Regions from separate parts of the Mus musculus genome. Here all the other regions are linked to region 1. The links are chromatin contacts, called in public HiChIP or PLAC-seq and promoter capture Hi-C maps. All regions are on one chromosome and are shown on one strand. Each heading gives the region's core, a stretch centred on a gene start, on an enhancer-like site or on the middle of the called end of the contact. The rest is flanking DNA. Distances are from core to core; before and after follow the strand shown. Region 1 holds the start of Bcl11b (B cell leukemia/lymphoma 11B). Region 2 holds the start of Vrk1 (vaccinia related kinase 1). Region 3 overlaps Vrk1 (vaccinia related kinase 1). Region 4 has its middle 28 kb from the start of Gm32776. Region 5 has its middle 6.1 kb from the start of Gm24986. Region 6 has its middle 25 kb from the start of Gm24986. Region 7 has its middle 9.5 kb from the start of Gm32830.

Evidence for each region. Promoter capture Hi-C pulls out the DNA fragments that hold promoters and counts their contacts. HiChIP or PLAC-seq counts read pairs in DNA pulled down with a chosen protein or histone mark.
Region 2: a promoter capture Hi-C map of hippocampal neurons shows a contact between it and region 1, with 33 times the contacts expected there. The contact joins the promoter of Vrk1 here to the promoter of Bcl11b in region 1. A contact is called at or near these places in 9 of 39 promoter capture datasets (the 3T3-L1 cell line, cranial neural crest, embryonic stem cells and 4 more), 2 of 484 Hi-C or Micro-C datasets (embryonic stem cells and reprogramming fibroblasts) and 7 of 115 datasets of contacts at active chromatin or transcription factors (embryonic forebrain, embryonic midbrain, embryonic stem cells and 4 more).
Region 3: a promoter capture Hi-C map of hippocampal neurons shows a contact between it and region 1, with 48 times the contacts expected there. The contact joins the enhancer-like site here to the promoter of Bcl11b in region 1. A contact is called at or near these places in 8 of 39 promoter capture datasets (the 3T3-L1 cell line, 3T3-L1-derived adipocytes, embryonic stem cells and 4 more), 11 of 484 Hi-C or Micro-C datasets (adipose-derived mesenchymal stem cells, cardiomyocytes, cortical neurons and 6 more) and 5 of 115 datasets of contacts at active chromatin or transcription factors (SST interneurons, T-cell acute lymphoblastic leukemia, embryonic forebrain and 2 more).
Region 4: a contact with region 1 is called in an H3K27ac HiChIP or PLAC-seq map of embryonic stem cells, with 7 times the contacts expected there. The contact joins the enhancer-like site here to the promoter of Bcl11b in region 1. A contact is called at or near these places in 3 of 39 promoter capture datasets (embryonic stem cells, hippocampal neurons and pre-B cells), 6 of 484 Hi-C or Micro-C datasets (cerebral cortex, embryonic stem cells, reprogramming fibroblasts and 1 more), 7 of 115 datasets of contacts at active chromatin or transcription factors (SST interneurons, embryonic forebrain, embryonic midbrain and 3 more) and 1 of 9 other capture datasets (embryonic stem cells).
Region 5: a contact with region 1 is called in an H3K4me3 HiChIP or PLAC-seq map of embryonic stem cells, with 10 times the contacts expected there. The contact joins the enhancer-like site here to the promoter of Bcl11b in region 1. A contact is called at or near these places in 4 of 39 promoter capture datasets (cranial neural crest, embryonic stem cells, frontonasal cranial neural crest and 1 more), 3 of 484 Hi-C or Micro-C datasets (embryonic stem cells and palatal mesenchyme), 8 of 115 datasets of contacts at active chromatin or transcription factors (SST interneurons, embryonic forebrain, embryonic stem cells and 3 more) and 1 of 9 other capture datasets (embryonic stem cells).
Region 6: a promoter capture Hi-C map of hippocampal neurons shows a contact between it and region 1, with 16 times the contacts expected there. The contact joins the enhancer-like site here to the promoter of Bcl11b in region 1. A contact is called at or near these places in 7 of 39 promoter capture datasets (embryonic stem cells, frontonasal cranial neural crest, hippocampal neurons and 4 more), 8 of 115 datasets of contacts at active chromatin or transcription factors (SST interneurons, T-cell acute lymphoblastic leukemia, embryonic forebrain and 5 more) and 1 of 9 other capture datasets (embryonic stem cells).
Region 7: a contact with region 1 is called in a promoter capture Hi-C map of hippocampal neurons, with 13 times the contacts expected there. The contact joins the enhancer-like site here to the promoter of Bcl11b in region 1. A contact is called at or near these places in 11 of 39 promoter capture datasets (the 3T3-L1 cell line, cranial neural crest, embryonic stem cells and 6 more), 5 of 484 Hi-C or Micro-C datasets (cerebral cortex, cortical neurons, embryonic somatosensory cortex and 2 more), 5 of 115 datasets of contacts at active chromatin or transcription factors (T-cell acute lymphoblastic leukemia, embryonic hindbrain, embryonic midbrain and 2 more) and 1 of 9 other capture datasets (embryonic stem cells).

Annotation. Positions count from the first base shown.
Region 1 is chr12:108,001,642-108,005,977 of GRCm38.p6, reverse strand. It overlaps Bcl11b (B cell leukemia/lymphoma 11B), which reads left to right and starts at 2,564. Exons shown (of 4, transcript NM_001079883.1): 1 at 2,564-2,892. The coding sequence starts at 2,835.
Region 2 is chr12:106,007,922-106,012,257 of GRCm38.p6, reverse strand. Vrk1 (vaccinia related kinase 1) reads right to left here and starts at 1,995. Exons shown (of 14, transcript NM_001029843.2): 1 at 1,900-1,995.
Region 3 is chr12:106,054,186-106,058,521 of GRCm38.p6, reverse strand. Vrk1 (vaccinia related kinase 1) reads right to left here. Exons shown (of 14, transcript NM_001029843.2): 6 at 2,612-2,720; 7 at 2,409-2,501; 8 at 547-679. Among named protein-coding and RNA genes, the nearest start is that of Gm32723, 38 kb to the left of the region's middle. Within about 2 kb of position 2,536, at least 14 of the 459 cell types and tissues checked have an H3K27ac peak or open chromatin away from gene starts, as enhancers often do. A contact at or near this core is called in cortical neurons and hippocampal neurons, where this site is marked.
Region 4 is chr12:106,173,215-106,177,550 of GRCm38.p6, reverse strand. No RefSeq gene overlaps it. Among named protein-coding and RNA genes, the nearest start is that of Gm32776, 28 kb to the right of the region's middle. Within about 2 kb of position 2,195, at least 66 of the 459 cell types and tissues checked have an H3K27ac peak or open chromatin away from gene starts, as enhancers often do. A contact at or near this core is called in SST interneurons, cerebral cortex, embryonic forebrain and 3 more, where this site is marked.
Region 5 is chr12:106,225,012-106,229,347 of GRCm38.p6, reverse strand. No RefSeq gene overlaps it. Among named protein-coding and RNA genes, the nearest start is that of Gm24986, 6.1 kb to the right of the region's middle. Within about 2 kb of position 1,992, at least 25 of the 459 cell types and tissues checked have an H3K27ac peak or open chromatin away from gene starts, as enhancers often do. A contact at or near this core is called in embryonic stem cells and forebrain, where this site is marked.
Region 6 is chr12:106,243,561-106,247,896 of GRCm38.p6, reverse strand. No RefSeq gene overlaps it. Among named protein-coding and RNA genes, the nearest start is that of Gm24986, 25 kb to the right of the region's middle. Within about 2 kb of position 2,531, at least 3 of the 459 cell types and tissues checked have an H3K27ac peak or open chromatin away from gene starts, as enhancers often do.
Region 7 is chr12:106,396,789-106,401,124 of GRCm38.p6, reverse strand. No RefSeq gene overlaps it. Among named protein-coding and RNA genes, the nearest start is that of Gm32830, 9.5 kb to the left of the region's middle. Within about 2 kb of position 1,809, at least 1 of the 459 cell types and tissues checked has an H3K27ac peak or open chromatin away from gene starts, as enhancers often do. A contact at or near this core is called in hippocampal neurons, where this site is marked.

The DNA.
Region 1 (4,336 bases), core at 1,315-3,814:
AGACTTGCCCCTGATGTGCTGTGTGTTTTTGGGCAAAGTCGTATCCTTCTCTGGCCTTCCTTCCCATCTGCGAGTCTAAGAGACAGAAGGCTAGTTGATCTTTCAAATTGATGCGGGGGTGTGCGGATAAGGGCAGTTTATGGATTTCTTGGGAAGTTTATTAAAGGGTGGGTGTGGGTTATATTATTTTCCTACTTCGGCCACTTTCCTAGAATTCTTTTTTCCAGTGAGACGGGATGGGTTGAGAGGAGACGCTTCCAGACTTTGGACCACGTGGAGGGGTGCCCATGTGTGTGTGGTAGTGGGCGGCTACACGCGGCCTGCGGAAGGAGGTGCAAGCCCTCCCCCAACCAGCATCATCTCAGCCTCGCCTCGGTCGGTAGACCCTGCAGTCCATAAGCGCTGGAAACTGCAAGCCGGGGCACATCGTACAGTGATTGTTTTGGGTGAAGTGGGAAGGGAAGAGAGATCCTTCTTTCCTTGCTCCTAGCACTACGCCTCTTCCTTGGTGCCATGGCCCCACCCATGGCTTTCAGGATGAACAAAAAGCCCAGGTGCCCCCTGAGGAGCAGGCCCCGGGAGAGGCGGCTCGCCTGGAGGCCTTGCAGCCTCGCCAATCCCTGGGCTGAAGCCGGGGCGCCGGGCCTGGGGCGGAGTGAGGGTGGTGCAGCCAGGCTCACCACAAAACTCAGCCCCAGCCAGGCCCCGACCCGCCCTGGCCGCCGGGGAAGGGAGAGGGGTCCAGCCTACTGGCGCGCCCAGCGCGGGAGGCCAGGTTATCCAGTAGACCCAGCTGGTCTCCAGGAGGAGAGCGCCGGGAGGGGGCGGTGCATTCGGGACTGCAGCCTGGCCTTGTCCCCGGGCCACGGGCAGGCCCCCACAACTCCCCTTGTCCTGGCCGGCTGGAGATCAAACGGTTGAAAAGGCGGCTCTGTCCTTCCTGGTCGGACAAGCAATTTCAAGTCCGATCCCGGGCGATGGAGGAGGGGGACGACTTCCAGGTTGCAGAGATTTCACGGAGGGAATTGGGGGGGGGGTCGCCGCTACGAGGCACCCTCCTTTCCCAGCGCTGACCACGCCCACTTCTGGGTCTGTGAGTCCCAGACTTCTCCCACGTGGAGTGCCCCCCAACCCGTCCCTCTAGCGCGTGCTTCCCAAGGAGACTAGGGTGTGGGGGCGGGGCAGTGCTTGACCCCTAGGAGTTAATGGGGCCCAGAAGGGCGAAGAACCCTTCTGGAATGGGATTCAAACAAAATGTGCCCCCCCCCACTGTGCCCCTCAGTATCATTAATTTTGTTGTTTGAGACGACCAACCCCCAACGGTTTATATGGAGACACTTTTTTGGAAGTTTCTACAAAATGCTCCCCTCTCCAAATAAGTAAAACCAACTGTAACTACTTTTCTAGAGAGTGAAGGAAAACAATTTTATCTGTCGCCTCAGTCTCCCCCAGCCCGTGGTTTCCAGCCCTCTTTCTCGAGTGGGTGGGTTTGGACTTGCTTGGACTCAGTGTACCTCAGTTACTCACACAGCACTCCGCCCCCTTTCTCAGGGAGTCCGGCTCCCGGGGGAGGAAGAGTGAGTGGGGACAAGATTTTATTTTATTTATCCCCCCCCACCCTCTTTTGCGCTACCGGTGCTCGGTGATAAGACCAGCTTACAAAAACAGTAGTTTGCACGTGTGGCCGGCCGGCCTGGGTTGCGGGTGTGCGCACTGGCGAGTGTGTGTGAGTGCGCGCGCGCGTGTCTCGGTGTGTGCTTTCTTGTTCTCTTACAGGGTACAATGTTAAAAAGCCACCGCTAGTCGCCCCCAGTGCTCCGACTCTCTGGGTCTTTTTGTCTCTAGAGCAGATTAAACGTCACGTCCGCACTTGAACTTGAATTTTATCCCATTGTACAGAGGCAGCCCCAGCCACAGAGAGACCGAGAGCTCCCGGAGAACCCGGACTCCGCCATCTTCACGTTGCAATCTATAGCTCCCGTCCACGCCCGCACCGACCCGGGCGCACTGGGCGAGCCGCCCCGCAGCCCCGCTCCCCCTGGGCCCGCGGCGCCGGGCAGCGCTGGGGAGCGCACGCGGGGACCCGCAGCCCCTCCGGCCGGCGCCAGCCTGCCAGGTGACCCGGGAAGGAGCCGCTCCCGGAGTCCCCCAGAGCCTCGGAGGGGTCAGCCTCCGAGAAAGAAAAAAAGCAGGCAGCGCGCAGAAAACCCAGAAAGAGCCGAACCAAGGCAGCTTTTCATTGCTTTTGGGTTTTTGAGGGGGCGGGGTGAGGGGGTACGAGACAAGTCCCCAAGTTTTCTTTGCCTTTTTTTTTTTTTTGGCTTTTTTGAAATTTGTTTGCATTTTTTCCTCCCCCCTCCCCTTGGGTGGAAGTGCGCGTTCCACCTACCAGACCCCGAAAGAAAAGTGTCAGAGGCCGGTGCAAAACCCGGCGTAACTTCAAGAAGACATTTACAAGTCTAAGAGGCCAAGCACTTTGAAGAAGTGTGAGAGATATTTTTCCTCCAAAAGAATATATTTTTAAAGAAACCGGCCAGCCAGCGGCGAGCAACAGCAGTTTTATAATTTATTTTAGCCTTTTCTCTATTTTAGAGCAAGCCATCTTCCTGGCTTTTTCTTCTTTCTTTTTGCAAAAACAAAAACAAAAACACAGCCCAGAAGAAAGAGCAAAATAAAGACGAAGAAGAAGAAGAGGAGGAGGAAGAGGAAGAGAGGAAGGGCAGAGGCACCAACCCGGGCGGAGGAGGAGGCGCGGCGGCGGCGGCGGCTCAGACCCCCTCCCCGGCCCGCATCTGTGCAGCTTTCCGGGCGATGCCAGAATAGATGCCGGGGCAATGTCCCGCCGCAAACAGGGCAACCCGCAGCACTTGTCCCAGAGGGAACTCATCACGCGTAAGTGTCTGCCGCACGCGCGAAGGGCCGGCGGCTGGGGCTCCGGGCGCCCGGGGCTGGGGACACCAACCCGGGAGCAGCGGCCGAGCGTGGGGTTCTGGGAAAGTTTCTCTGCAGCCGGGGGCAGCCGCCGCGGGCTCCGGGCCGGGGAGGGGGCGCGCGGGCTTGCAGGCGGCTGTGCGCGCCGAGCCCGGCCGGACGCTCGGCCCTCCAAGCGGCGTGTGTGGCGGCGGCGGCGCTGGTGGCGGGGTTTGGAGAGGAGGGGGAGGGGGCCGAGGAGTGGAGGGGGAGGGGGAGCCGGGAAAAGTTGGCGAGCGCGTGGGTCCGCGCTCGGAGGAGCGGGCGGACGGAGCCCCGAGAGCGCCCTGGACCCAGGGACCCGCAGGGGAAAGGGATGGCCGCGGGCTTCGGGTTCCCGGTCGCTGCGCCCCGCCAGGCTGGGCGCCGACCGCGCCGCTGCTAGGATTCCGAAGCCGCCGTCCCCTCCCCTCCTCTCGCTATTTGCAAAAGAATCCAGCTGCGCAGCTGTTTGCTGTGCTGGAGCACCCCCTCCTCATTTCCCCACCTCCGTCTCCTGGGACGGTCTTGTCTTCTTTCCCCCCCCAACTCAAAAAAAAAAAAAAGGTGTGGGGGGGAGGTTTTGGGTTGGTGAAAAAAAAATCCCCGCCACGAGTTAACAAAAAAGTCATGAGTGGGGAAAAAAAAGGGATGCTCTTATAACAGTAAAAATGAAGAGAAAGAAAAAGGAAGGGGAGAAAATACCTATCATCCTCTTATCCATCTTTCTATCTCTGTATCTTTCATCTTCCCATCTAAATAAACAAGGCAGGTCGCGGTGCAAATCCGCCGGATTTCAAGCAAGTGGAGGGGCTTGCAAAGTCAGGCAGCAGGGCAGACTCTCAGCAGCTTCCACCGCCCCAGCTGGGTTCATTTAGAAAAGAAAACGCCAGCGCGAGCCGCGCAGGTACACAGTTCTCCCAGAGCCAGCCGGGTACCCGCGCTGCCACCGGCGAGGTCGGCTTGCAGAGCTCTGGGAAGCCCCGGCCGCAGCCTGCGCGAGTCTCTCCCCCGCGGGTTTTTTTTTTTTTTTTGGTCGCGGTTGCTTTTTATTTATTAAATTTTTTATTGCAATAGAAATAAAATTTCCTCTGGGTGCCATCGAGACCTCAGGCAGGTTGTAATCTTGCAATCCTTCGCTCACCTCGCTGCGTTGGGGCCGGGCTCCCGGCTCTGGAGCTGGAGAAGCCTGTGAATGACGGCCGCCGCTGAGGACTGGCTGCCCTGCAGTCGAGAGCCGAATATTTATGTTATATTTTAAAGAATTTAAATAAATAAATAAATATATAAAGGGGCTCTCCCCTCCCCTCCAACCCAGCACAGGAGCCATCTGCTCGAAGCTATTGCTGTTCCCTCTCTCCTTTGTTACCGCAGACACCTTAGTAAG
Region 2 (4,336 bases), core at 746-3,245, 2.0 Mb after region 1:
GGTAAGTCCCACTTCCAAATATGTTTGGTTTTTAAATAAAAAATAACTTAAGATTTTATTTTTCGAATCAAGCCCTATTCATAGCATGTCTATTACAGGGGCCTTTAAGGGGGAAAAAAAGTCAAAATTTATATCTTTAGCGGGGCGTGGTGGCACACGCCTTTAATCCCAGCACTCGGAGGCAGAGGCAGGCGGATTTCTGAGTTCGAGGTCAGCCTGGTCTACAAAGTGAGTTCCAGGACAGCCAGAGCTATACAGAGAAACCCTGTCTGGGGGGGGGGAAATTATATCTTTGTCTTAGACATCTGGGGCATTCACTCATTATTATTTTACGTTAGTTCTCAAAATTAAGAGGAAAAAGCTGGCCTATTTCCTGTAAGAAATTTAATTTTAGGGTCTGTCAACACTTTAAATGCACTGCTGTTATTTTTAAATATATGCATGCATACTTGAATAAGACTCAGCCTAAGCTTTCCATATAACCATTCCCTGGGCACTCAAACTTATTATTAGATGCCAGGCTCCCTGCTTAAACACATCAACTCCACCATCTCATTTGTTTAACAAATAAACACTCATCATCTCTGCTACGCCAGGCATAAGCAGCAGCCATTACAGTTATCAAAGTGATATCTGTACTGGATACTAGTGCTGTACGGAATCCCTAACGCCTAACACACTTGTTATCCACCTCAATCCATGCTCCTGTTAGCTCGGTCTCCATCAGCAAGGCAGCGCTGCAGTGTCTGCCATCTGTGGTAGCACAACGGGGAAAGCCATTTTTAGTGATGTCCACTTACATTCCTTTTTCCAGGTAGATGAACATTATCTTAATTGCCCAGATGCTTAATTCCAGTCAGAACTGTAAATTAAATTTCCCCAAACAGTATAATCGACATGTCACAAAAAAAGTGACATGCCTTTCCCCTGAACTCTTAAGCCGGGGTGGGGGTGGCGCAAGTCTAGTCCCAGCACTCAGTAGGCAGAGGCAGGAGGATCTCTTGTTGAGTTCAAGGCCAGCCTGGTCTACAGAGCAAGTTCCAGAACAGCCAAGGCTACACAGAAAAAAAAAAAAAAAAGAAAGAAAGAAAGAGAAAAGGAAGGAAGGAGGAAGGAAGGAAGGAAGCAAGCAAGCAAGCTGTCTTGAAAATCCAAAATAATAATGATGATAAAATGCTGATCTACATCTTTTTTCACTGTTTTGAATTCCAGACTCAATAGATGGTCAATTCTAGTTTCGTTTTGTTTTTTTGTTTCTTTTTTTAAAAAAGGAAAGCAACGAAGCTCTTCAACGACCCGCTAAGTTTAACCACCACCTTCCCAAAGGCAAAATCGCGTTTCCAAATTGCTCCAAAAGCGATGAGGGACGGAAAGGAAGAACACACGCAGACGTAAAGAATGGTTAACGTCAACGACAAAAGAATAAACGGGTAACCCGACCAGGACTGGCGTGTGTCCCCATCTCTCAAGGACTCTGGCGCAGTTCTACATCTAAGGCGACCTAGCCTGGAAACGGTCGGAAACAAACTTTGGCGCTGGGCTGCAGACCTGTTTGCTGCCTCTGAAGACACTGCACCGGGAGCCCGGTCACCGGCGGTGGAGACCTGAGGAGCAAGCTTGGAAGGAAACGAGAAGCTGCCGGCCGCGGCTGTGCCCCGAGGCCTCACCTCACCAGTGCTAAGGAAGTGGCAGGCTCGGCCGGTCCAGGTCCCCGTCCCCGTCCCCGTCCCCGCCACCCTGGTCCCGGCTAGGCTTCGGGCGGCCTTCTAGAACCGGGCTTCCGGCAGCTCCGCGATCGGGCAGAGAAGCGAGGATTCCCGGGCAGGCCGGACCCAGCCGCGGCGCCGCCCTGAAGCAACACCGGACCTATAGTCCCGCCACCACCCCACGGCTCCCTACCCAGAGCGGCCAACTCGCGGTCCACAGCGTAGTACGAACTTCCCGCCGCTTCCCTAGACTCGCGACCTACCCACGGCGCCGTCCCCTCCACACCCCGTAGTACAGAGCCTTCCCGTTGGCTGCGAACGGCGGGGGAGGCGGGGAAAGAGGAAGACCGCGCTTCCCTGTCACCTCTCCGGACATGCCGGGAATTGTGGTCCTTACGCTTGCTCCATGCTGGGAATTGTAGTCTTTGAACCTCCAAGAGGCGAGATGGGGGCGTGTTCCTCTGAGCACAAGGGCTTCTGGGAAGTGTGGTTTGCAGCCCGCTTGCTGTTTTACATGTTACTGTGGCTCTCAAAGCCTTAAGAACCGAAATAAATATAACCAGTACTCACTGTTGCTTGATTTATTAAACGGTTAGACAAAGAGACTCATTTCAAATATCCGAAGCGCGTCTCGGTGTTTACTTAACCCACCGCAGTATTTGAGCTACTTTTGTCAAACATCAGTTTTCTTTGTTTCACCATCTCCTTCCTAGAGGTTGGAAGAATGAGCTTCAAGCTGCACTTTGGATCTGCAGCTTCTGAAGCCCTAGAAAAGGCCTTGGGTTCGGTGCTGTTCTTGTTATTGCTATTGTTTTACCAATTTGATTTTTTTTTTTTAATTTTTGGTTTACTAACAACAGCTGAGTTAAAAATGTGAGCCAACACTCCTAGCCTGTGTTGTTTCTTTTCTTTCTTTTTTTTTTTTTTTTTTGGAGGGGGGGCAGTTTCGAGACAGGGTTTCTCTGTGTAGCCCTGGCTGTTCTGGAACTCACTTTGTAGACCAGACTAGCCTTGAACTCAGAAATGCGCCTGCCTCTGCCTCCAAAGTTCAGGGATTAAAGGCGTGCGCCACCACACTCGGCTTGCCTGTGTTGTTTCTTAAGGTGGATCTTAAAACACTGTATGAGCTTTAGTCCCTACGAAATCTGAGTTGTTGCCCAGTGTGCAGTTCAGCATTGATCTTCATATCTTGAATTCACCGTCCCAGGTACCCACACCTGCTCCAATTTCTTTCCTATTTTGCCGTCTGCCCCATAGAGCAGATCCACAAAACAGCTGTACTGCATGCCCACTGCTCCCAGACTTCTGCTGAGTTTGATCCATGATGGAGCCTGAGAATGGAAGAAAAAAAGGAAAGTCACCTAACGACGATCACACACACATACACGAACAGCTAAGTCCCTTAGCTAAGGGTCACTTCAGCTGGGCTTTCCACAAGTCTGCAATGAGAACATGCCATGATGATTGTGTTGTTAGGACTAGAGCTAGTAACACACTGGCTGCCCCCGAGTCACAGGTTACTGTTTCATCCTGTGTGGCTCAGACCCCACACCTCTCTAAACAGCCTCCTGGAACATAAACCCTCCTCAACAAATCCTCTCACGGCATCTGCTTTCTGTACACACGCCGATGGAAACGCAGGCACAAGGTGAGCTCTCGATGACTATTTGTCAGCAGAGAAGCCTCAAGATTCACACATCTCGTGAGTGTGAAGTCCCACACACAGCAAGACTCTGTGGTCAGAATGCTTTGAGTGAAAGCCATTCTGCACCCACAAACAAGTACACACATTACTTGTTACATTGTGACCACATTCCCCCAGTGCGGAAGAAAGGTCCCCGCTCCCACACTGGCTCGACAATTGGCTGACCTTCAAGCACAGTTAAGTCAGCAACACAGCCTGGTCTGTTCCAAGGTGGGAATAGAATGTATTCCAGAACCCACGGCTCCGGCATTATCAGTTGGATGGCTCTCAGTCAAGTGCTACTCTGCTGAGGCTATGTTCCAAGGCTGTTGCCAACACCACCGACACCACCCACACGTGCGGAGAAGCCCTAGCAGCGCAGAGAGTGGCAGGAGAGCAGTCCAAGCTGCCGTCATGGTGACAGCATGTCTGAAATATCACCGGTTACGATGCAACTCCTGGGACATAGGAGACCTTCGGCGCCGTCTAGGAGTTGATAGGTTGTGCTGGGACAGGAATAGACAGGTCAGTTGATCAGTCCTGCTGAACTTTTGAAATTAGGAACTGAGCTCTGGGTGGAAAGGCTTTCTGTATAATACACCTCTCTGGCCAGGCTTGGTGGCCCTTGCCTTTAATCCCAGCATTGTTGAGACAGAGACAGATAGATCTCTGGTCTACGTAGTGAGTTCTAGGACAGCCAGAGCCACATAGAGCCTGTCTCAAAAAAAATTAAAACAAAACAAAAAACTAACCTCTATAGTCCTAACAAATATTTTTGAATATTTACTGTGAACCAGGAGTTAGAGTGTTCACCTAAGATTCCCATTTAATTAATATTTAAGAAAGCTCTACTGGCAGACGGGAATTATGTTTTTCCATACATTTTGACTTAGGGGATTCATGCTCCCTGAGTCTGCTTTCAGATGATACTCAGAGGATACTTTAT
Region 3 (4,336 bases), core at 1,287-3,786, 1.9 Mb after region 1:
AGACGGAGCAGTCCACTCAGGTCTAACCTGCAGCAGAAACATTTGCCTGCGTATAATAAAATCACTGAACAGTGGGCTGTGTAAAACAAACCTTTATTCTCCAAGTAATGACTTACTTAGAACCCAAACTGATGAGCCTTAGGGTTTGAAACTGCTACCCCTGGTCTAGAAAGTAAAGTCTGAAGCCACCTCACACCCAGCTGTCTTTGGGAGACACTCACATACTGGACACTCTCCATATGTCCTCCACAGCAAAGGGCAGAGAAGGGGCTAAGCTAGCTTATACAAAACATAAGCCACAGAGAACCCAGACACTAGAAAACAAAGCAGTGCAGAGCTAAGCTGTGTGAGTCCTAAGTACAGTCTGGTACCCCTGAAGACCAGAGGCCCTCACTCCCAAGGGCCCTCACTCAAGTACAGGAGCCAAACCTCAGGCCTCCTTCTCCACATCACTCTTCCCGTACTCTCTATCAGTCTGTGTTTACTTAGCATTCAGACAGAAACATGAGTACTGTGGAGGCACACCACAGGCCACTGTGGACATACCCACGCCTTTGTGAGCGTCGATGCTGGTGAACTCCAGGGTGCCGTCATGGCACCTTTTGGGATCTTCCTTGTACTCTTTATGAACTCCATCTGGGCAGTACCGATAAGCAAGGCCATAGTCTACCAAATATACCTATAAATTTTCAAGAACCAAATTAGAGACAAAAATCAATGCACATGAATTACCAGAAAAGTACTGAAATAAAATACAATCCCTTGGAGGTCGATTCACCTACAAGGGCAAACAGCAGCTCTCGAAGCAAGTCAAATCTAAACTGAGCACTCCAGCAAGTCCTGAGTCTCCCCCCACCTACTCTGCAATGCTGGGGGTCGCACCTAAAGCTTCACACAAGCTAGGCAGGAGCTCTGCTGCTGCTGAGCTACCACTAAGCTATTCCCAGCCTCCCACCCAGGAAGGTTTGACTTTTAATAAGTGTTAAATGCCCAGAAGGCCACAGTGCTCCAGTGTTAGCTCCCTCTGCATGCTTTCTTAGGAAAGTGTGTGCTAAAGTAGTTAATCCTGTCTCCATGGGCAAGGCTTACAGATGGTCAGTTTCTCTTACAGAGTCTAGAACCAAACTACAACAAAATAGAAATGTTCAAGACCCTTTCCACAAAGAAAAGGGATATGAATACTGTTAGCACACAATACAACAGCTCTCTTCTACTCTTGATTCTCGTAAAATAGTCAAATGCCTATGTACTTCATAAAATGATTCAAGGGCTATAATAACTTTCAAAACTCTTAGATCAGGCCTCTACCTGCATCTTAAATACTACATATTACATTCTGGTCTTCCAGATTAAAGCTAACTTAAAAAACAAATAAACAAACAAACAAAAAAACAGAGTAATGCTATGGGCATAGCTGGTTGTTGTGACTAGCATACAACACTGGGACAAGTGGCTTCCGTCTGACGGCCACGCATGCACCTGGTTCTGTCACAACGCATGAACGCATGTGCATGTGAACACAAAGATGGACACAGCCTGAGAGAGTAACCCCATCCACAGAGCAGGTCAGAAAGGCAGGAGAGCCGCACACGGCTGCCGTGTGGACAGAAGCTGCTCCCATCAGTCACGTGTAAACCAACAGCAGTTGGTTTCTAATAGTGCTCTGCAAGCCCTTCCTACTCCAGCTAAAGTAAAGGGAGCTTTACCGCTCGCTCAGGCTCTTGGCTGTGCTCAGGGAAACAGCTTGAATGAGATGGTTGAGGATGCCCACCTCACAGAGCGTCCTAGCACAGCAGCTTGCTCCCGGTGCCCTACACTGATTCCTGAGGCTCACCAGAGCCTATAGAGCAAAAGCAAACACCCTGTGCAGAAAAGGAAGGAATCAAAAGAAGGAAACCGTATGCAAAGCCAAAAAGCAGAGAATGTTGACAGATCACTTCCCTGAGCCAAGCACTCAAAACCTCCTTCTTACACAAGATCAAGAGGCGACACTAAGCAGCCTTTATTGTCACTGACAACTGAACTGACCCCACATTAAAGACCAAGTTCTCCAAATAACAGACACTTATGTCAGATGGAGTTTTTGAACACAAGAAGTAATGAAGGTGACAAAGTGGACCAGCAGATCTAACTCGCTGGTGTACTTTATAGTTTAAGCTTCACCCCAAACAGCTATTTGAAATGCATGTTGTAGCAAGCACTTCCAAATATTATGTAGAGCAAAACAGCCAACTTGATAAAGTGCCAGCAAACTGCAACAAAAATACAGAATGGCAACTGGATACAAGTGTCTGGAGAAAGGGCATTGTTAGCTTATCTACTTCGGAGCTTGTGGGGTTCAGCCCAGAGTGCCCCACTTGCTCCCAAGCAGCACAAGTTACAACAGTAAAAGCTGCAGTTCTAAGGACCTGGTCAGGGTTCTTGTGACTCAGGAGCAGGTTGGAGGCCTTGATGTCCCCGTGCACGTACTCATGCTCATGGATGTACTCCAGGATATCCAGCTACAGAGAACACACAGTGAGTTAGTGCAGTACCTAACATGGCCAGCAGAGGGCTGAGCTTCAGCGGAAACCAGCCCTTACTGTATTCACAAGGAGCATAGCTCACATACAATTCTTAAGCTTAGCTGCAATACAGTTTTCCGAGAAAACCTTTTGGCATTTGCTTCATATATTTTCTGAAGGTCACTCCCAAAGCGGTCCATTATCATAAACCTGTAACTGAAGACAAACAAGGAATGTCAGTGAGGGAATAACTGGGAACATGTCCTTGCAATGACTATTCCCCTTCAGTTAGGTCAAGTTAATGCTAACTAAGGCAGTACTATAGATTATAAACGAGGAGGAAAGGGGCGCAAACCCATACCATGAAGAATCTCTCTCAACTACATAGAAATCTCGAGAATTCAGAACGTTTCGTCATCCTGCCCTGGACTGAGCTCGTTTATAGGAGACAGCATTCGAATTACGACAGTGCCCAGCCAGAATCCAACACTCATCTACAATGGAACACAGCCACCTGGCTTCTCACAGCTAACTGCTGTTTTTAGACAATTGCTTCTTTCTCCTGACTGCACCTCCATTTTTAAGGTACATTTCAACAATATTCTGTTAAATCTAGGCTGTCAAGAGATGGCTTACAAACTACATTCAGTAAAACTGACCAAATGGTATTAAGCAATTACGTGTAAAACATTCAATGGTCAGATCTGCAAAAGGAATACCCTACAAAAATGAAGATTTTTGTTTGTTTGTTTTGCCAGCCCCCTCCCATGTCAGCTGGACCAGGTGACATTACTTCCTGGGGCCGTAATTTTTGGAGAAATGGATAGAGGAGGCAGGTCTCATCCTTCCCAGGGTCTCAAACTCTAGGAGGGCAGAGATGCGCTGGAGTCCTGCGAGGACACTGCCCAGCTCCTCTGAGCATCACCGTCACCTTCAACAGCTGTCCAAATCCTAATCCGTCTATGTAAATCGCTGACATAGACACAGGACAAACCCTGCCATGGAATGCTCATGACACAGCAGTCAGGCTCATGATGGTAAACTACAGGAGCTTCCAAGGAAGGAGCAGCCAGCTAAATGAAAAGACAGTGTGGTAATGGAAAGCCTAGGGCCCTGTTCATTAGAGAGTCTGTCTATGTATCTTTTAATGTCTTAGCACATAAAGTCTATGTCACAGTCACACTATCAAGTAGAAGCAAAATATATTCATGTGTGTTAAGATTCCTGCTACCCTGACCTGTGCAGCCATGTGTCCTCCCAATATCCTGAGTATGGCAAGTTGGGCAAAGCTGAGAGAAGAGTAGGGTGCACACTTTTGTTAACCTGTGTAATCAGTACAATACTCTGAATAACAAATAACCTTTGCCAACAGTCTGTGTCTTAGGGTTATTACTACTGCTGCAACCAAACACCATGACCAAAAACCTACACTTCCACTCTTCATCATCAAAGAAAAGTCAGGACAGCAACTCACACAGGGCAGGAACTTGGGGCAGCAGCTGATGCTGAGGCCATGGAGGGCTGCTGCTTACTGGCCTGCTCTCATGGCTTCTTGCTCAGACTGCTGCTTATAGAACTCAGGACCAGCAGCCCAGAGGTGGCACCACCCACAAAGGGCTGGGCATTCCCTCATTAATCACGAATTAAGAAAATGCCCTACGGCCAGGTCTTTTAGACATATTTTCTCAATTAAGGTTCCCTCATTTCAGGTAACTCTGGCATGTGTCACATTGACAAAAAACTAGCGAGCACAGTCTGGAAGAGGATAAACATATTGTTTGCTTCAACACAGGAACCACTAATGTAGATTTCACTGGTCTTTGTTTTTGTTG
Region 4 (4,336 bases), core at 946-3,445, 1.8 Mb after region 1:
AAGAAATCCAAAGGATATTGGGAGCAGGGCTAAGGACATGACTCATTCGGTAAACCACAAATTGCAACCTGGAGGACCTGAGAGTCAGCCCCAGTACACAGGAGCTGGGCGGACCTGCAAGCACTTGTAAGACCTAGAAAGAAAGGTGGTGGGAATCCCTAGCTCGAAAGTCCAGCCCCTGTGGTGAGCTCCAGGCCAATGAGAAACTCAGTGTCAGAAAAGGGAAAAAAGAAATGGGGATAACAACACGGTTCAGCAGGTAAGGAGGCTTGCTGCCAAGCCTAAACCTGTGTTCAACTCCCAGGACCCACGTCTTTAGAACCTATGTGGTGAGAGGAGACAAGGAAGCACCACGGTGTGTCCTCTAACCTACACACACGCTGCCTCTCACACACACACATACACACACATACACACACATACACAAATGGCTGCCACACACACACACACACACACACACACACCCATATACACATACACACACATCCGCTGCCTCTCTCTCTCTCTCTCACACACACACACACACACACACACACACACACACACACACACACGCTGCCTCACATATACACATATACACACACATACACAAATGGCTGCCACACACACATACACACACATCCGCTGCCTCTCTCTCTCTCTCTCTCACACACACACACACACATACACACATACACACACATACACACATACACACAATGCTGCCTCACATACATATATCCACATACACACACACACTGCCACACACACACACACACAGATGTTTTGTATTAGGTGCTGACGGGATGACTGGGCAATGAAGAGCACTCACTGACTGCTGACCTGGGTTTGGTTTTCAGCATGCACATTGGTGGTTCACTGCAGGCTGTACCTGTGACTGCAGAGGATCTGTTGCCTTCCTCTGGCCTCTATGGATAGCAGAAACACAGGCAGTGTACACGCATACACACGGGAAAAAAAAGTCATGCACAGAAAAAAGTATATAGCCTAATCTTTATTAAAGTAAATAATAAACAGTTGCTGAGGAGAAAAACCCAAGGTTGTTCTCTGAGCCCCACATGGAAGCTCTCTCTCTCTCTCTCTCTCTCTCTCTCTCACACACACACACACACACACACACACACACACACACACACACACAGCATATGCAGAGAGAAAGAGAAAGAGAGAGTCTGAGACCTGAAAATTCAGAACATTGACACTTTTGTGTGTCCCCCAGGAAGGTCTGGGCACAACATACATTGGACACCACCCGTTACTGTGGACTTGTCATGATAACACATGACTAGAAACAGGACTGCACCTACTCAGCATCACGGGCCTGGGGACACCAACTTGCACTACTTTTAGGGTCTCATGAAAATGTTTAAGTTACTTAAAATCAGATTAAAATTATTAATAACCTAGGCTAACAAGTGAGCCAGCCTGGGTTATCTTCATCTTTGTTGTGCAAGGTTATTTGAAAACAACCCAAGGTGGTAGACCTGAAGGGCTGGCTCTCCATGACAAAGGAAACAGTGGGACACCAGCAGCTGGGTCACTCACACCATAACCACTAAGCAGAGTGGCCTTCAATAACTGAAGATTCTGTCTGACCTTCGAGAACTTCCTGAGTATAAGAGAGGACCTCCCTGGGTCCTCAACCAGAGGTCTCTGATCAGCCTCCCTGGTGGGCTGCTGTGCAGCCAGAAGAGACCTGGAGCCTAGGCTGGGGACTTGTACTTACATTCAGATAATTCCTGAAGGCCAGGAATCAAGCCACAGCCCTGGTAGATGGGGGGACCAAGGAGGTCAGTGTCAGATCTGCTTGGAAATCCTGCCTTGAGATGAAATCAGTTCTCTCTACCCACAAGGGCAAACGGGGAAAGTTCCTGGGGCAGGCGAGGAGACCCCCCCAGGGCGTTGCCCCCACTGTGACTCTGATCATCCTGTGGCCTTGGCAGCAAGGCTGTAGAAGACCGGATGGGTCTTGCGGTTCAGGAGTCCAGCCTGGCAGTCTCTATATAACCTTTGCGAGACGCCTGCATATTTCACCCTTCCAGGCGAGCACTTTTTTTTTTTCTTTTTGTCATTCCAATTTCATTTCCGGGGCTGTGTGGACTGCGGGCTCAGCAGTCACTCCGGTCTGAAGTGACTCCTGGGACCTCCTCACTGTTCTATATGCAAATGGCCTTGCACCTGGGCAGCCGAGCAGGCTCGCAGACAGTTTAGTTATGCAAATCTGATTGATCGAGAGCATATTGCGGGAGCTTGCACAAGGCCTGGGACACTGGCAGCTATATTTCACTGGCTAAATTCCTGAAGAAGGGGGGAGAAATTAAATGCCAGGCATTTTGATGCATATTCCCTTCAACCCCTGTCGCGCGGCAGGGCTTTGCCTCTGAATGCGCTCAGCACTCGGGTTAGAGCCACTAATGCAATTTTTGCACGCGGGGTGTGTTATTGCTGAATTAACAGAAGGCTTGTTTTCCGTGTAAAAAGCCAGTCGCTGAGATGTCGCTAGCACAATAGGTCTGTCAGTCGATTTGAAATAATTCCCCAGGCAAACGCAGTAAAGGCAGTGTTTAAAAAAAAATAATAATTAGGTCCTTCGGCCTCCAAATGCTCACCCAAGTGAAAGGGACCCCAAGCAAGTTCCTCCGACTCCCTCCTCCGCAACAAAGGTAAAGCATACCGCAGGGACCCTGATTACACATTGTCATGCTGTGTGGAAAGCGCTTGTCTGTTTCCCAAACACTGAGCTTGAAGAGGGAGATGGAGCAGCCGACAGCCGCAGCTGCCTGGGAGAAAAATAAATTTTAAAAGAAGAAACTCGAATCTGCTTAAACTAATAAATTCCTCATCCGACACCTTGCATTCATGCATGCTGAAGTCTGAGGCTCGGGAGGCCCATCCGGCTGCACGGCATTCTCCGTATTGATTTATAATCACTGATAAATAAGATAGACCTACACCGCGCACGAGGGCTGCAGAAGAGGGAAAGGGATTTTTTTTTTTTTTTTTTTTTGCCAGTGTCTCTCCCCAGCACCGGTGCATCGAAATTAAAAATAAATCAATGTTATGTGCGGGAGAAGAAGATGATGGGAAGAGATAGGAAGAAAGAGGACTACATTTTTGCCTGGTGTGTCATCCCTGGTGAATGGGACAGGAAAAGCAGATCTCGGCCCCTGCGGACCCTGAAGAGAAGGTGGTCACGTGTGCAGCTTGGCTCGGGGCTTCCTCTGCTTGCGAGATTGGGTGAGCGTCCTGAGCTAAGTTAGCAAACGCGAACTTCACTCATTCCCTGACGTCAGTCACGTTACCTGCTGCCTCAAACGGCTCGGACGACACAGGAACGTGGACGCTGTCGGCTCCGCAGAAGTCACGTGGACACACGCTACTCCTGTGGACATTCGCAGCAGCTGCAAAGCAAAGGAGGAGAGGGAAGGGAGGGGGGGGGGAGACAGAGAGAGACAGAGAGAGAAGAGAGCAGAGGGGGGATTCTTGGGGATAAAGTTTACAGAAGTGCTGAGCTTAAATCCTTCCTTTGCCTCTACCCTAAGGTCTGCTCTCTTGATATGGGAATCACAGGGTGCGGTCTTCCAGCACTACAGGGTCTTTCTCCAATCGGTGAGTCCCCGAACACTACCTGGACACTCATCTTGAGAATTTGAAGAATAAACCTCACAGACCACAGAGCGAGAGTTCTGCAAAGAAGTTTATTATTTCTTCCAGCCTGCTCCTAGCCCGGAGATGTTCAGATAAGCTACACACGTACACATCACACACATTCCGCAGACACGTATGCGTACATGTGTCTCTGTGTGCACATGTATATATGCTCATGCTGTGTACAGGGAGCAAGGCTGAGCATGGAAAGTCATGTTTGAACCCGCAAGCACACATACCTCAATCACACACACACACACACACACACACACACACACTCTCTCTCTCTCTCTCTCTCTCTCTCTCTCTCTCTCTCTCTTTAAAAATGCCTATCTTGACAGGCAAAACGCAGCCAGGGGGTCAAAAGCAAAGATCCTGGGAAAAAAAATCAAGCGTACTCCCTCCCGACCATGGCCCAGTGCGCCCCTCCCATCAATGACTAACAAAAGGGCCCCAGCACTTTGACTGACAGAATTCTTAATTGTATCCACTCATTCATGACAATTTGATTAAAATATTACACCATAGTCTCACCCCCTGTTTGCTTCGATCCTCCAAATCTAATTTTGAATTTTCAGAAAGGAGATTACTCCCACAAGCATGACTGAGGCACTATTAACTTCTACTTAATCTTTATTACTGATGTGAATTTAACATATGTACCTCCGCGCCCGGCCCCTGCTGTTTG
Region 5 (4,336 bases), core at 743-3,242, 1.8 Mb after region 1:
GTAGCTCAGGAGAGAGGTTGTGTGGGCTGCAAATAGCACCCACAGAGACAAGGCTGCCCAAGCCCTTCAGAGCTTATACCACAATGCCATGTGTCCTAGACACGAGCACATCAGATTTTACATTTGCCCTGATGTTCTTTGGTCTTGCTTTGGCCATGTTCCTCCTTCCGTGCCCCTGTCTGTCCCCCCTGGAATTGTCATATTTTCTCTAGGCTGGCAAATGTTGGGAATACAACAGAGACACCAAATTTATGCTTTGAAAACATGTCGGAATGTTTAAGGCTCACGGACCCTATGTTTCCATAGTAAGGTGAGCATTAGTCTTCTTCGGGCCAGGATAGAGCACTACAGTAAAGTTTTATATATATACATTTTATATACATATATATGCATATATATATATATATATATATATATATATATATATATATATATATATATGATGTCATGTATGTCAGCTTGACAAGGGTTAGGCCTCTAATAGCTAATCTTCACTGACCACGTGAATAGATTTCAAATTACCTATAAGATTCAGGCATACATCTGAGAAATTTTAGAGTGGGGAGAGACCCTGAGAGGGGAAGACCCATCTTAAATCTGTGTGTCACTATCCCTTGAGCTAGATGACCTTCCTGTGACTTTTACCGGTTTAAAGCGGAAGGAGGAAAAAGCCAGGAGAATTTCAGCACTCCCGTTCTACCTTTCCTGTCCACAGAGGCCTGTCCTGCTCTTTTCCATGGCCCCCTCCCACCATGACACATCAGAGTACACCTCTCTTCCCTCAAGACATGTCTCCCACAAAGGCAGCCACTGTGACAAGAAAGTGACCAACACACAGCTTCCTAGTTTCCCATGAATCCCACTTCACATTTTGCAGATTAAAACTTCATCAAGATACTTAAACAATGGTCCTTTTCTCCTGTACTGTGAACACTGGCAAATACCTGGCTAGCTAGATAGTCCGTGACTTGGGGGTTGTGGGTGATGTGCTGTCTACCCATGAGGCATAGCAGCTGCTTTGGATAATAGCAATAAAGGAATGAGCACCGCAGTGAGTTAATAAAACTTTATGTGGACACTGAAATTTGAATGCCCTGCAGCTTTCAAACCCCATGACATTTTATTCTTATTTCTTTTCAGCCACTTCAAAACAGGGAAAAAAGAAGAAGAAGAAGAAGAAGAAGAAGAAGAAGAAGAAGAAGAAGAAGAAGAAGAAGAAGAAGAAGAAGAAGAAGAAGAAGAAGAAGAAGAAGAGGAAGAAAACTATGAGCCAGTCATTTGTCTCAAGGGCTTTGGTTTGGTGGCCCCTCTGAGGCTAAATGCCCACAGCACCTTTATCTCTGTAAGTGTCTCTATGTGAGGGCCTCCCACTAAATGTGTAATTGCTCTCATCATTGACTGCATGCTGAAAAACACCGGAAGGCTGTAATAATAATTAATAATATTAATGCCAGTAGTAGCCCATCAGGGTGAGTTACGCCAGGCCCTCTATAAAGGGCACGTGGGCAGTCGTGAAGGACTCTCTCTCTCTCCCAATGATAAATGTCCCCTTAATCACAGACACATAGGCTCAGCTCCACCAAGCCCTGCGGCTGGGCCGGCTAGGTTGGAGGCTTCCAGAGCCTCCAAGAAGCCACGTGACCAGGAAAGAAGGGGTGTTGTGCTTTTGCCCCACAGTCTTGGCTCCCCGAGTCCTCTGCAAATGAGCAGGCTGTGAGCTCCCCTCGGGCGGACACTCAGAACTCACTGCCAACTCTCTGGGAGCTCAGACGGTGCATAGATCTGCAGAGTTTGCGGACCACCGAAGGGTCAGCTCAGGCTAGGGTCTGACCTTGAGCCTTCCAGGGGCCAGGACTCTCTCCTATTCGTGCCCTGGATCCTCGAGGGTCCAGCGTGTGAAGCTGCAGCTTTGTAAAGCCTTCCCCTGCTTCATCCAGCAGCCGAGGCTGTTGGGGGCGGATGCACAGCCCCACCCAGCCTCTGCCCTTCGTTCCTTCCCCTCTTTGCCTTTCTTTGTAGATTCCACTGTGGTGGCAGAGAGAAAACAGTCTTAGCATTTGTTAATACCCACTTGACCCACAAAAGAAAATTCGCCAGCATCGCGCAGCTTCTCATTTAAAAACCATTAGACCGTTCCGCTTGGCAGACCAGATCTAAATATTCTTAAAGGGGTGGTTTAATTTAATGATTACCTTAACAAGCCCCCTTTTAAAATGATGATCCGCCAAATTCGGGGGATTTGTTTTGGAATCTGATCCAGTAAGTAGCTTTGTACAAAGAGGAGCGAAACGGAATCTGATCTGGTTCAGAACTCGGTGGAAATCACGAAATTACCTTGCATATTTAATCACTGTAGAAACATGAGTACAAACTGCTTTCTGGAGATTACCTCGGGAAAGAAACAAAACTGGCGCTTTGCCTCTAGCGTGCTCAGTCCCGCCTTACAGGGAATCGTTTGGATGTTCCAGCAAGGGTGTTTCAGGCTTCAGCCTACCCAGCCATCAGCAGGACACATTTTTAAAAAGGGGGGGTGGGGTAGAAAGCTGCTCTGAAGGAGGACGCCAGAAGGAGGAATTGCTCAGGCAGGCCCAGAGGATGGCCTTTTCCTTAGCCCCTGTTACATCCGTGAGGTTGGGAAGAAACTACAAAGATTTAGGCAAAAAAAAAAAAAAAAAAAAAAAAAAGCCTCTAGATCTGGCGTCCAGAATGGGGGTTGGGGGGGGGGCTGCTACTCAGAAAACCTGGTTGCCTTCCATGTGCTCCTAGCATGAAACCAGCAGAGAATTCCATCACACTGCCCAGCCTGCAGCCAGTCACCGGGCCTCACAATGGCGAGCTGGTGAGCGGAAGCCCCTCCCCTCACCCCATGCTGGTCCCCTCCTCTGCAACTTGGCTGAATGTGCGATGGTTCCCTAGGCTTGCTCTACGCCCCCCACATCACACACCTTAACAGAGAAAGCACCCCAATTCTTTGCCCCCCCCCAACTCACTGATTCTTTCTCTCTACTGCACACTGCGGATCAAGTATTAACTGTGACTCTTTGGACCCTCAGAGGAGGAGGCTGGTAGCAATTAATTTGTCCTGTCTGATGTTTCATGGAAACTGAGACTAGAGCCTGGTTCGGGAAATACTTAAATGACTGAGTGAAATTGTTTCCCTTCCCTGCCACTTGTGTAAGTCTGGAGTGTATGTGTCCGGTAACACAAAAGAATTGGTACAGAGGCTGGGTGTGGTGACACATGCCGCTAACTCCAGCACTCAGGAGACAGGAACTACCAGATATGTGAGTTTGAAACTAGCCTGGTCTACATGGAGAGTTCAGGACTACAGAGTGAAACCCCGACTAAAACAAACAAACAAACAAATAAAATCAGATGCACAAAAGCAAATAAATGAATGAAAATAGGCATTGGCCCTAGACTTTAGGGTGAAAGATTGTGTTCGGCCTAGGTGATGCTGCTTGGGCAGGTGTCAGACTCACCTTGCTGAGCCTCCACTTCCCACCTATAAAATGAGACCCCATTTATTTCACAATTCTTGTGAGGGTATAAGATGTTGCACGGAACAGGGCAAGAGCCAGAAATCCATGCCATGGCTTCTTAGGTGTGCTAGGTAATTCGGGGTGTCTGCTTAATCCATCCACAAGAGGCCCAGGCAGCCTCTCATTTATCTCACTCCAAGACATCCCAGCGAGTTCCCTGTCCCTCTCCTGGCTAAGCTGATGCCACCCAATCTGCTGAGAGCCTGCCAAGAACACAAGGAGACAGAGTTCATGTAGGCCTGACTGGGTGAGCTGGGACCTCGGCCTTCAGCCTCAAACCTACATTGGCTCTCCTGAGCTAGGGCAACACCGCCAGCTCCCCTGGGTCTTCTGCTTAGGCCAGGAGGCAGTCGTGACACATAAGGACTCCCCAGTGGCTGGAACGGTGCCACTGTGCATCCTGCAAGGTGGGCATCTGTCTGTGCGATCACACACTCTTCAGAGGTGTGAAGGCACACGTGCGCGCGTGCGCGCACACACACACACACATGCATGCGACAGCTACTCACCTTACGGGATGAGTGTGAGCGTATGTGGGTGTTGGTGTGCACCTGAAAGAGATGCGTGAGTGTCAGAACAGGGCCCGAGACACGCATGAGTGTGTACATGGCTGCCTCTGATGTCTACCTTGTGTTTCCTTGAAGCTTCTGAAAGGTCATGGCTTGGCTGTCCAGAGGGAACAGCGACCTTTCTTTTCCACACACACTGAACATCTTCTTTTACTCTTTATGAGGAGCTGAAGATGTGTTTGAGTGGCATGGCAATTTGTCAGTCAATCTCAAAGTAGAAGGAGA
Region 6 (4,336 bases), core at 1,282-3,781, 1.8 Mb after region 1:
GAGGTCACTAGGAGGGCAGCCAAGAAACAGAGCATAAATAAGATCTCAGACACCTGAAGCTGCCACTCTCTGATGGCATGGGGTAGCAGGAAGATCCCCAAAGAGAAAGAGCCACAACTGAAGGGATGGAGCCAGGCCTTCCTTAGAGCCCCCTTGCCGAGCAATGGGCTTGAAGGAAAGACCAGACCTTGGCTGACGCAGGGAAAGGTAAGAGTGGGAATGGAAGCTAAAGGCAGGCCAAGCGGGTGCGATTAAGTCAGGGTAGGACACACCTGAACAAAGAGAGAACGTGGCCCAGGAGTAGAGATGACAGCCGGGCCTGGTGACATGAGCCTGTCATCCCAGATACCACAGAGGATCAGAGATTCAAGGCCAGCCTGGCCTACATAGTAAAACCCAGTCTCCAAATGAGAAGTAAAGAGGGCTAGCCACGAGGCCCGGGTTCAGCCCTCAGGAGTGGAAAAAAATAAACAAATAGCTAGAAGAAAAGAAGGAACAGGGAGTGTACAGTGGGTGCAAACCTCCATGAGACCCCCAACTTTTACCAAAAACTAGGCATTTGCTTTGCTTGTTTTTGTTTGTTTGTTTTTTGGTTTGGTTTTTTTTTTTTTCTTTCTTTTTAGCCAAAAGATAACTTTATAAAATATTTTCTTAAGTATGTATTAAAAGTTGTTCATCTCCAGTTTATTTTTCAAGCAAAACATGCCAAGAAGTTTCTCCTTTCTGTTTCCTTCCTTCCTTCCTTCCTTCCTTCCTTCCTTCCTTCCTTCCTTCCTTCCTTTCTTTCTTTTATTATTATTGGGGTTTTTTGTTTGGTTGCTTTGCTTTGCTTTGCTTTGCTTTGCTTTGCTTTGCTTTGCTTTGCTTTGCTTTGCTTTGCTTTGCTTTGCTTTGCTTTTGGACACAGGGACTCATTGTTACTGAGCTTTGGCTAGCCTGGAACTCACTATGCAGATCAGGCTGACCCCAGGCCTGCAGCAAACCTGCTTTGGCCTCCCCAGTACTGGGATTACAGTGTGCCACCGTGGCCAGCCCTGGGTGGGGCCGATCAGTTATCCACGGAAATGGTTGATATTGTCAATTTGACAGCATCTCAAATCGCCTGGGAGATGGGCCCCAGTATATACCAATCAGGGCTTAACTTGGTCACATTAATCGATACATGAGGACTCACCTTCATTTTGAGTGCTACATTCCTGGGGGCAGGGTGATCCTGTGCTGTGTGAAGTAGAGGAAGACAGCTGATGTCTGGAATGGGTTCGTGTGCCGGACGATTGTGGGGGCGGTGGGGGAGGAGGGAGGCAGTTCCTGCTCTTTCCCAGGTCCATACTTCTGCTGCAGAGGCCTGACTGCTAGCTCTGCACTTCTTGGCCTCTGAGGACAGTCAACCAATTGTAGACACTTTCAGGGAAGTGTGTCACACAGGATCTAGAAGAGGAAGAAACAGCAACCATTTCCACCTTGTGTGGCCACAGTGTCAGCACAGTCTGATGTTTCAGTCCTGATGCGCTGGGCAGTCCCTGGTCTGCACCACAGGGGCTGAAGCTGTCCCTGTGACCCCTGCAGCTCCTAACTTCCTGGGCTACAACATTGGCTCCCCAGTGGTTTACAATCTCAAAGTCCCCATTGTTGTGAAAACCTCTCCAGCCCTACAGTAGACTGTCCCAGCTTTAGGTACTCAGCTCTGTGTACTTCGTCCAACACAGTGGCCCTGAGACTGAATGTCAGTACATTTCTCTGATCCCAGTGTGACTGATGACTCTGACCTCAGTTCTTGGTCCAGGTGGCTTCTTGGCACCTGCTTTCCTTTATTGATGTCAGAATAACATGAAGTACACAGAACATGTCCCTCACTGGTGGCTTAGGGCCAAGCACTAAATCACCTGTGTAAGATGGAAGGACCTCCAGGGAAGGACCCTGCAGATCCATGAGTTAGAGAGCTGACCCCATCCTGAGAGTCTGGAGCCAGAGACCTAAGCACCAACAGGACGCAGAACTAAGCTAAGGACCCCCTTCCATTTTCTCCCCTGGACATACAGTTAACACCAGCCCCAGGAATTAACCTGCATCTGCTAGCCTGAGGCAACTCCAAGTTCAAAGCCAAACTATCCTGCCTGTGGGCTTAAAGAGAGTGGGCTGAAGACAAACCAAAAACTGCCCAGGAGAATAAAGAAGGGTGGCCACACACACACACACACACACACACACACACACACACGTCACACCACCAGCTCTCCGGAGAGATCAGGGTAACAAACTCCTTTTTACGACACCCTCCCCTGGACAGCCTTCCCCTCTCCTGCCAAGGCCAGGCTAGTTCTGTTGTTTCTCCTTTCTAGCCTCTCTTCCTTAGCAGCATCTGTCACTCAGCATCCGTCTTTACAGCCAGCAAAACTTTCCAAAGCTAATCTATATTCAAATGAGCAAGAAATTGTCAATTCCTCGTGTTCCTGCGGCTGAACTGCAGTCCTACAGAGTATATTAGCAGAAGTCTGGTCACTATGCTATGACATACTCCCCCTAACGCCATGGCAACTAATCTCTCTCAGGGCAACAAGAGTAAAGCTTTGCATCTCTCCATGGGACCCCTGAGCTGATGCGAGCCTTGGCGTATGGTTTCTGCCTGTCGGGTGCAGTTCTTGAGCCTTAAGACTGAAATTGCAAACCTGAGAAAGTGGGGAGACACAGAGGGCCCTCAGCTTCCTAGAGTCTCAGACACTGCCTTGTTTTCGCTGCCGTTGCCTCTGGGACAAGCAGGCAGAATGGTGGCCTCTACCCATGTTCCATTGTCCAGGTGAAAACGTGGCCTGAGTCTGAGGATCCTAGGACAGCTGAATGGAACATTCTGGAAGCTTGAAAGTGCAGTTCCCACAGTCACTCTGGGAGAACGAGTGGAGCACAAGGGTCTCTGGGACGCCAGCTTTGGAGATGATGAGGGAAGACAGGCAGCTTGACAAGCAGGGAAGGAAGGGTAAGAATTCACCCTACGTAGAGCCTCCAGGACACTGTGAGTCACCGGCGCCCAGACACCTGGAGCAGAATTCCGACCTATGGAAGTGCAAGGGAGTGAAGCTTCTTTGGTCCCTAAATATGCAGTGCCTTGTTCAGAAGCCATGGGAAAGTCCTGTGCCTGGGCTCACAGCACTCCCCAGCCCCGAGGAAGCCAGAAACACAGCAACTAGCCAGCTTGGTTCCATTCTTGACTATTAAAAGTGCCTCCTTCACGATCCCGGGACTCGGGAAATCTAAAGGATGAGACACAGGCTCTCTCAGTGCCACACCCAGGTGACATTCACAAGTAAAGCTTTCTCCATACCAGAAACCTGGGCAGCAGAGGCAGGGCAGAGTCCAGCATCACACCACAGCTCCTAGGGTAGTTGATAGAAGCCAGAGTCCCAGCGTCCTCTTACCTCGGACCTTCAAGCTGATCGTGTCAGTCACGTTCACTCCAGCCATAACCTAAGAAGAAGCAGTGTCAGGTATCAATAACCCACAGTCTGAGAAGATGGCTCGCTCAGTAAAGACCTGATTCTGTCCCTCTTATCCACGTGAGAATGGGGCACACTTATCCCAGTGCAGGGGAGGTAAAAACACATTGGTCCCCGGAGCTCATTGGCCAGCCAGCACTGTCTATTTAGTGAGTTCCAGGCCAGTGAGAGACCCTGTCTCCAAACAAAGACAGATGGCCCTGAAGAATGACACCCACTGTATTCCTCTGGTCTCCACACGTACACGCAAACACAGACACACCTGCATATATACACACACAAACACACAAAAGTTGGCTGTTCTCATGGCACATGGCCTGGAAGCAGCCTGTACAGGTTGGGGACAGATTTCTCAAGTCCTGAGGTGGCATGCCTCTGCTTCCCGTCTATGTATCTACTCAGATGACGAAATTCAGCAGAGACCACGACAGACTCCAGACCTCCCCCACCCCCACCCCAACCCTCCAGCTAGGCTAGCAGATGTCAGCTTGATCTGAGTCCACTGTGTCTCTTCCTCCAGGAGGCCCTCATACTTCACTCCACTGAAGTGTCACCCCTTGGTGGCACTCTTTCCTAGCAGCTCTGGCCCTTGTCATCTGGGACAGGCAGTTCTGACAGATGTTATGTCACCTCTCTGGGAAGCCCCCTGACAACAGAGGCCAGGGCTTGAACCTTCATTTGTCACTGCCCAGTGAATAGGATGTGGTAAGTAGTATGTGCATCCGCGGGTACCTGGTTACCTGGGTAACGTTCTCAGCCCTCAGACTCTCCTCCAGCCCCTAAGATGTATGAGGGAAAAATGTGTGCATCACGTCCTTTGCAGACAGGGGCTGTGCACGTGGCTGATG
Region 7 (4,336 bases), core at 560-3,059, 1.6 Mb after region 1:
CATACACACACGTACATACCCATATCTACATATCTATTCACAGCATACATATGAACATACATGCATACACACATACACACACATATACTTACATACATACATACACACATATACATACACAAATATGCAAAAATACATACACATATATGTCTGCATGCATGCACACACATATATACATACAGATATCTACACATATACACATACATACACACATACATAAATACACACACATATATGTAAGTATACACATACACACACACACATAACACATACTAAATGTAAGAGAACTGTTTTAATTCAGTGGTTATGCATGTGGCTAGAGGACAGTTTGGGAGACCTGGCAGTGTGAAGACAGCCTTATAATGGCAGTGATGGCAACAGCATGGAGAAGCCATCTTGGTGAGTGCTTCCTGTCTGCTTTCTCCAGAGTCTCCATGCATTGTCCCCCTACAACACCTCCACGGGTGTCTGCTTTTATTCCTCTCTCATAGTTTATAGAAGACAATATGGTGCTTAGAGAGGTTGAGCAACTTTCTTCCAAGGTCACAAGTCTGTAAAATAGCTTTAAGGAAAATAAAAATCCAGGCAGGCTGAGCTCAGTGTTCTGGCAGTTAAGACTGTCGGTCAACTTGATAGGACCTGGAGCCACCTAGGAGACAAACCTTTAGTAATACCGGTGAAGGACTGGCTAAATTAGGTTTACTGAAGTGGGAAGACTCACGCTAAACCTGGATGGCACCAGACGATAGACTGGAATTCTGGACTGAAGGGAAAGGGGAAAGGTAAGCTGAATGCCAGCATCCCTCTGTCTCTGATGATGACTGCAGATACTGTGTGACCTTCTGCCTCAGGCTCCTGCAGCCATGTCTTCCTCACCAGGGCAGACTGTAGCCTTGAACCAGGAGACCCTCCTCCTCCTCGAGTGGCTTTTCTCAGCACTCACTTTGTTCCATCAATGAGACAAATCAACACAAGCCATGCCAGCTCTGTCCATCCCGCTTACAGACGTGAAGTGTCATGAGCAGGCTGAACGCCCATTCCCACTCTTCATCAGGTGGAATGCATGTCCACAGGAGAGGCAGGAAGCCGAGGTTCTACACCCTGCTTCTGTAGCATGGAGACATGGCTGGGAAGCTGCTCCCCAGACCCCTCCCTTTCCCCACGAACGCTCAAGCTTGTGCCTGTACAGCAGAAAGGCTGAGTGCCCCATCCACACCATACTGGCTGAAAGGGTGTGTCCTCTCAGGGCTTCCTCTCCATTTCTTTGCCCCCCTCAGAAGGCCTTTATTCAAAAGAGGGGACTATTCCCTTGACCATCCACCCAGGACATTGTGTAGGTAAGAAACAAACACTGTCAACTGTCTAAGCCCCTAGGTGGAATAAAAACCTGTTGATATTTTTTATTAATCTAAGAATATATACTCTAAAGCACTGCTATCAGACTAGAATCCATCACATGAAGTTATGGTCAGGAGGGATTTTATCTTCTCTGGGTCTGAGTCAAGGGATACATCCCATAGGGTTATGCCCATATTATATGTAATACATATGGGACCCTGAGTTCCCGAAAACAGGACTGGCAGCCGTGACTGATCACATTGACTTTTTGTGCACCAAGCACAGCCAACTTGATTTCGGCTCGCTGTGGGTTTGAAGCCACCTACCCAAGTCAGCTTTATTTACGTGGTGAAACATACGAACACACGCTTTATTACGTCCAGGGTCTGTTCTATCCAAAGCAGTGGCTGGGCTGCGTCTCTGTTCCCATTCGGCTCTGGGATCGAATGTGTGAGCATATGGCACTCAGCTCCCTTCTGGCCCTGTGCTGAGAAACACCAAAAGGGGAGGATCTTTCCAAGTCTGCAAGGATGCCTGTCGTGTGAGGCCCGCTGGGGCTGGAGCCCAGCATCACCGAGGACACTGTGTCTGTTCTCAAAGGTGAAGCAGTTGGTGTTCCAAACACGCGCTCTCGAGCCAAAAGTTAATGATGAGAGAGAAAGCATGGTCCGACGTGCCTGCAGCCTGACGGAGAAGCCTTGCTTCTCCATACTTATTGACAGGGAGGCCACGTCAGTCACTGATCATTCACTGAGAGGCCGCTCCAGGTCTCAGATTCACCAGATAACTCAAATTTTAAAACGTTTATTTTCAAAAATAAATATTCGCTGACAGGAAGGTGCACCAAAATTGAAGGGAAGATCTGGGTGCCCTTCTGCCCGCCCCTCCCGATAGCAAACATCTCACACAATGATGCACAGTGACAAAACAGTAATACCACCACCTCAGAGTCCAGCAGATACAGCAAGAGCCAAATGGCCATTGCATCTTTCAGAGAGAAAGAAGCAGAGGTCCTGCCACACAGCTGGTGTGAAGAAAGAAGGCACGGGACCAGTGCCCTACATCTCTGATCAGTATTTGCCATTAGACAAGGAAGGTACCCAGAAGCCCTTCTTGTATCTGTATCCCCCAGTTCCACACCTGTGCTCAGAGCAACTTGGTCATGGACACATGTGCTCACCCATCTGCATATGTCTTGGCACCTTCTTCACCTAAAACACCTCCCTGGTAGTGAGTCAGGGGCTGTAATGACGCTGCCCCAGCTTGTCATCCCTCACTCCCGAATCATGGTTGAATGAATTCTTGTCAGTGAGTGGCTTTGCATAAGAACACCAGGGCCTATATAGGCAAGAGCTCTGCAGCCTGGAAGACAAAGATAGCCCACAAAGCCCTGTATCCTAGCTCATCGATGATGCTATTTCACATATAGCACTGTCTTGACCCTGAACATGCCATGTGGCCCTAGGGAGGGTCAAGACACTTGGTCTGAGCATCACTCAAGTGCATCTTTCATGCACTCCCACGATGAAGGAAAACAGCTTTTATTGTAGTCTTTGTGGAATTAAAAAAAAAAAAAACCTATAAAGGCACACGTGAACCTGAGCAGATCGGAGCGATATCAAAGAACAGAATTTCAATAAGGGTGTTGCATTAAATCTGAGCTGGCAAGAGCTTATAATAAAAGTACAGTAATGAGCAAGCTTTATGATAAAATTAATGTAATTAATTAGTGTTTGTAAAGGGCTTGGGATCATGGGGTGAAAGGTGCCAGCTAGAGGAAAAGTCATCTCAGAAATTACCACTATTATCATCTTAAGACACGGCATATATTATGTGCGATATGAGCATTTCGAAGCGTATATTCATGTCCCAGCTATAACTACGTTAATTTATAGTAATTTGCAAATCAGGTCCCTGATCAGCCCTGGGAACCCTTTCTGGATCTCTAAGTGGATGAGGTTATGACTCAAGTGGTATTTTAAACTCTATCCTGTGATAACCTATTAGAGACAGCAGCCCCAGACCCCCGCGCGCGTGCTCAAGTTAGCGATTCAAATTACAACTGACGAGCGTGAGCCCTGGCTGCCTTGCTGCCCTCGGTGCCACGTCTTTTGGGGTTTGGCTCAGTTTTATTAAAAATAGGTCTATGAGCCATCCTCTTTCATCCTTACGTCCCCAACTTTCCCAGGATTCAAACATCCCTGTTTCTCTCTGATCCCATAATGTCCCCTGAGGTCAGGAGTGTCTCTTTGCTGTCATCCAGTCTCCAGAACATGTGTGACTGAGCCTTGACGTGTTGAAGATGCTGGGGACTTTGACTGATGGAGAAGGCTCTGCTCAAAGCTTACATATATCTATCCAAAGTAGGCCATTTATTTCCAGCCATCCCAATTGACTCTTCCACTTGAAAGCCCTCTACTGTATTTATTAACTGAACTATACAATTTCTACTGGGCTGCAGGGTATGTTTAAAAAAAATTTAAGCTAATTGTTTGACGATAAAACCAGAACCATAGGGAATTTGGAAAATAAAGAAAAAAAATTGAGTGCTGGGTAGCTCTGTTTCTAGCATACCTCTACCATCCAGGAGGCAGAGCTGTTGTGCATACAGCTCCTGACATTCCCATGCAAAGTCACCCACAGAGCAGGACTTGTTTTACCAGGTCCATCATGTCATTACAGAGAATCACAGAGGTTGTTTCTGAAGGATGTTGCAGAAAGCCCCTCATTCAGTCATGCACAGTGAGTTAGCAAGCAGCTGGTCTCATGATAGACCTCCTAGCCTCAGAGCCAGCTCTTTTGCTGGCCACCAGAGTGATCCTAGAAAAGTCCCATTCTCCTTTTTCAGTGGTGGGCTTCCTCACATGTCACAAAGAGAGTGGGGTGGGGTCGATGGAAGCCAGATCACAACTCCATACTCACAAAATGGTAACCCACCCTACAGAACCCAGTTATAAACACACACATATGCATACACCCCTCTTGGTGGTACCATGCA